2 separate regions of the Gossypium hirsutum genome follow, and region 1 is linked to region 2. A link is a contact called in public Hi-C data. All regions are on one chromosome and are shown on one strand. The core of a region is the stretch at or near the end of the contact, and the rest is flanking DNA. Distances in the headings are between cores, read along the strand shown.

Evidence for each region. Hi-C and Micro-C count contacts between places; a contact is called where the count stands out from the background.
Region 1: a Hi-C map of leaf shows a contact between it and region 2, with 1.9 times the contacts expected there. The contact joins the promoter of LOC107930009 here to the promoter of LOC107930002 in region 2. A contact is called at or near these places in 2 of 34 Hi-C or Micro-C datasets (both in leaf).

The regions. Positions count from the first base shown.
Region 1 is chrD08:60,340,551-60,343,250 of Gossypium_hirsutum_v2.1, forward strand. It overlaps LOC107930009, which reads right to left and starts at 1,370. Exons shown (of 10, transcript XR_005916954.1): 1 at 1,207-1,370; 2 at 335-482; 3 at 12-99.
Region 2 is chrD08:60,194,660-60,197,359 of Gossypium_hirsutum_v2.1, forward strand. It overlaps LOC107930002 (cucumisin), which reads right to left and starts at 1,438. Exons shown (of 10, transcript XM_016861558.2): 1 at 1,298-1,438; 2 at 1,111-1,199; 3 at 899-993; 4 at 659-799; 5 at 473-572; 6 at 1-335. The coding sequence starts at 1,393.

The DNA.
Region 1 (2,700 bases), core at 120-2,619, 150 kb after region 2:
TCAGAAGTTACCATGATGTTTAAAGCATGAGTTAGGTAGTCTTGAACACCATATTGCCAAAGCTCATCAGGGTGATTCTTCAGTTGTAATTGTACCCAACTATAAAAGAAAAGTTGTTATGCAGACAACATATATACAAATCTAAAAGTTCATCAAGGTCCAAAGACAACAGATGCAAGAAACCTGGCTATTCTAACTTCTAAGGACTGGTAAAATATTAATCTAGAAAGCTTAAAAGAATATGAAATGCATCTTCATGGGTAGCAAAAGATCACATCATTTAGTCATTACCAAACGTATAGCACAAGTTGTTGAAACATGAAACATCACAGACCTTGCAAATTGGGTGTTGAGAGCTTTCACATGCTGCCAAGACAGCTCAGCTCGCTGTGGATCTAGTGCTGGTTTTGCAGTCAACGTTGAGATGGTTCTGCCTTTTGAGCATCAAAAGGAGATCCTGCAATTACTCTTTTATTGTGGAACTGCAATCCATGGATGAGTATGTAATAAGACTAAAAAACATGACTGATGCTTCAAAACATCTAAAGATAAAAACTGACTTCTAAGTATTTACATTTGATAGCCATCATCACTACTCATCCCCCCTCCCCTCCTCTTCCAAATAATGCCTGCACACTGTTACTGTTTAACAAGTAAAATACTAGTTAAAGATCAAAATCATTCTTCTTTTTATTTACTACATTGAAAGTTTTTCATTTTCGGTTTCCTTCCTTCCATAGAAGAACTAATTTATCCATTTCATAGTTTGGTTTGTTTCTCGGTTATTATAAACAGCAGCTGAAGTAATACATCAACAAGGACAGGTAAGTTGAACAGTGTCAGCTTTTATCAACCTCAAGTTTACTCTTGAAAACTCAAAGCATTCAAATATCTAAAATACAATGAAAAAGAATACTTTCAGCCCTCCTAAAATACTTTCCAGCTAAGTAGAAGTAAAAAAAAAATGCAAATGGTTCAAAACTTCTCCTCAGTTTTACTTCATATAAATGAAACTACTCAATTAAAGCCATAAGCAAACAAAATCTTATTCTAAACGCCAGCCTACTTCATTTTCGCATTGAGGAGAATAAAATAATACAAAGAACATCAAATCAGGGTTAGGCTATCAATTCAGGGAAGGAACAATGAAGTGACTTTAAAAAAGAAAAAGAAAATAACTATAACATCAGAAATGAGAAAACTCACAGCAGAATCGTTGATCTCGGCGGCCGAGCTCGATAACCGTTTCTTCCCTTTCATGACGAGATTGGGCGGTTCAATGAATTTTGTTTTTAGTAAAAAAGGAGGGTTTTTAGGGTTAAAAAAAAAAACAAGTTTTGATGGTTTTGTTTCGGGTTACTACAGAGATGGGGGTATTTTTTTTTTCAAATATGGAGATTACATTTATCGTACGATCAGGTGGGGAACAAGACTTTTAATTTGAACCGTCAGATTGGTTTCTGAAATCTAGTGGGTCACGTGCTTGTTTTTATTTTATTTTTTTAACATAAGCCACGTGGTTGTTTAATTGTGTCACCACCTACATGACTAATGGCTTGGCGTAAGGTAAGAGGCACGTGATAAATAAGTTCGGAATGCGAAGCAATTAATTTCGAATTTTCCACTTTAAAGTGACTTTGTTTTTTTGGAAAGGTGAATGGGGAGTGGAGTCATTTTTTTTAACGGTAAATATCCCCGTTTCATTATATTAAATTACTATTTTATTCAAGTATATTTATAATTATTAAAATGATAAAAATATAAAAATTGATATAAAAACACTCACCTATTTTATGTTTAAATATTTACTTACCATTACAAAATAAAAAATATTAAAAAAATTAAATGAAGCTAGACAATATAAAGTGATGATTGACGCATTTAACATTCATGGAGAAGTTAACGATTTTCAATATTACACATATATAGTGGAGCAAGGTAAATGAAGCGGAACATGTTAACCATGAGTCGGTAGTGAATTTAGCAACATTTACTCTTGTCCCAATTTATTACCATCCTTACAAATAAGCCAAACTATTGGCAAATTAAATTTTAATGTATGACTCAAAATAATTTAATTATTTTTATAATAAAATTAGTTGAAGTTATTTTGCACTAAATCTTTTGATTTTCTAATTTTAAAAAAATCAAGGAAAATAATTAAATTCTATTTAAAAATAATTTAGAAAGTCTATTTTAGTGTCACAAGACTAGATCTTTCGTCTCGCTATCCATGCGACCTTAGACGATCCGTTCGTTCCAAATTCGTCTAAGTCAGCCTAAACACCACAAGTAAGGATTCCTTTAGAATTCCTCCAAGGCACCAATTTGTATAGAGGAAGCAATTGTGCCAAAAGAAGCTACGAAAGAACAATATAAAGTCACAGAAAAGAATGCACAAGAGGTGTTTAAGTAAATGCTCTCAGTATTCTATTACTCTAAAAGAATAATAAAACAATGGATGAATAAAGTGATTTCCAAGTGAAGGGGAGACTCTCTATTTACAATTGAGCTCTTCCAAAACTGACGGTCAAGATCAAGTTACATTGACGGATGAGATTAACCATATCCCTTAAATCATGAGATTTAAAAGATACACCATATCAAATTAAATCTACAAGATATGATTCCCATATTTACTAAAAATAGTCTATGTTACCATATCTCCATTACTGGGCCACCCAGGTTTAAATCTGACAG
Region 2 (2,700 bases), core at 188-2,687:
CTATAGGGTCTACATCATAAGGTACTGGAAACTCTGAACCGAGGGACACTGATATTATATCGACACCATCGGCTATGGCATCGTCGAATGCAGCAAGGATATCAGCAGCTCCACAACCAAAGGACCAGCAAACCTTGTACATGGCAATCCTTGCACCAGGGACCCCACCCCTTGCGGTTCCATTAGCTAGTCCATAGTAGCTTGCTCCGGGCACCCTGTCACCGGCTGCAGTTGAGGATGTATGGGTCCCATGCCCCTCAGAGTCTCTAGGAGACTTCAAGTCACCTTCATAGTACCAGTTCTCACTGTTGTAGTAACGGCCTCCAATGATCTTGCTGTGTTGACAAATTCATATTATTAGCTGACTGGATTGAATAGTAAATGCTTTTTATCTAAAAATTTAGAAAATTATTTAGAATCCTTTTGGCCTTATACATATTCAATTGGTATGAAGGGGAGAAAGGGAGCTCACTTATTGCAGGTAAAGTTGGCCCCTTGACATGTTCCTTTCCATTTGGAAGGTGGAGCACCAAGTCCTTGGTCATTGAAGCTCTCATGCTCGGGCCAGATGCCTATAAACCAAAGACCCCCATTGAAGTCAGCTTGACGCCTTGATATTTGATAAAGCTATGTGGGTCTACATATTTAAGTTATTTACCTGTATCAAGGAGCCCAATGACAACATCACCTTGTAGCTGGGCGCCCACATTGCTCTGGCTGAGACCAAGGAAGTCCCACGACCTTGTAGTATGAAGCTTTAGTATATGGTTTGGAATCACTCTAACTACTCCATCCATCTCTGCACCCAATTTATATTTCGTTTAGCATGGATCAATCATGAAAATGATTGCTTCTAATTTTAGCAATCAATGAATCATGTCTTGTTTAACCATTTCACCTGAGAACTTTTCAACTTCTTCCGCAGTTAGCTTAGCTGCAAATGCATTGAAGTTACCATAACTATAGACTAGGGATTCTTGGGCTGATGAAGACCTGTGATAGATTAAATGGAAGCCATGTCTTTGTCAAGTTCAGTTTATTACTTTAACAAGTAAACCGATTTTTTTCTTATGGGTTGTTGTATTGGTAAAAAGAAGGAAAAGAAAGAACCTGCCAAGGACGCTTGTAAGCATGGAATGATGGGTTGCTTTAGCAGAAAAATCCCCCTTGGGCCTGTCTCCCATGTACACAATGTGAACCTATATATACACACATATACAACACAAGTGATCAACAGCTACCCAAAATAGCAGCCAGTTCCAAAATTATGGGTAACAACGCAAACAAAAGGCTTTACTTTTCTCTCGTTGGCATTGGCTGCATCAGAATTCAACAGCAATGCTGCAAATAATGTGGAGTAAAGGAGCCAAGTCATCAGCCCTGTCTTCGCCATTCATAAAACGAACTAGCTTAATTAACCTTGATGAGACTTGTGTCAATTACTTGCGGAGGAAATGTATTTATAAGGGGTGATTTAGATTAATCGTTTTGTCCGCTCATTATTTCTCAACTGGCAGCAGGCCATCTTTGTTGCTTTCGATTTTATGAATATTATCGCCAATCTATTATATTTAGGACATCATTTAACGTGAAACAAAAAAGATTATTTATCTTCTTCGTCTCTATTTTGGTATCCCCGAACAAGTTATATTGCTCTTCGTGGATTATGAGGAAGTAAGTTTGTCCAATCAAATGAACTAGGTAAAACGAGTAATTACGGTGATTGTGAAATTAATTAAAAAAATTTAATAATCGCAAACCAGAGTAACTTAAGTTGGCATGGTTCTTATAAGCTCTTAGCTATTGAATTAATTTGGTTATTAATCTGATAATTAGTCTAATGGAATTTTAATTAACTAAACAAATAAATAAAAAGATCCAAGGAAAAAGAAAACAATAAACTGAAGTTGATCCGCAAAATCTTTAATCCAACCAAACCAAATACTGATGAAATAGAAAACACTACGAAAATTACGTCAATTTTCTAACTATTAACTATTGCTTTTTCTTCTGAATACATTGCTCATTTTTTTAAGGTTAAATCACGATTAAGGCTTCGTTTGTTTCACTGAAAATATTTTTTGTATTTTCTTGAGTATGTTTAGTAGAAAACAACATAATCAACGGAAAATGACTTATAGATCAACAAAAAATAAACCATTTTTCTTGTAAAATAACTTAGCCTTTTCAAAAGTATAAGTCACTCTCAAGAAAATAGTTGATTTAGTGTGATTTTATTTTTAAATAAAAATTAACTTAACTCCAACTTAATATTATTATATTAATAATAAATTTTTATTTTTATTTTTAAAATATTTAAAATTAATTAAATATTAATATAAAATATTATAATTTTCAATATTATTAAACATACATATTTAATTATCTATATCTAAAGCATTAATATAATTTATTATTTTAATAAATTATTAAATATCTCAATTTTATTTTAATAATTAATTTTAAAAATAATACTTTTAAACAATATTCTCCATACATTATTGAAAAATATTCAATATTAATATTTTAATAATAAATATTTTGTAGTATAAAGGTAAAACTATGTCATAAGTCTATGTACTCTTCACAAATTTAGAACTTAGTCCATGTACTTTTATTTTCAAGAAATTAGTCCCTCTACTTTTCAGATTTAAATATCAAAGCCCAATTGCTAACATTGTTAAATTTTTTTTGTCAATT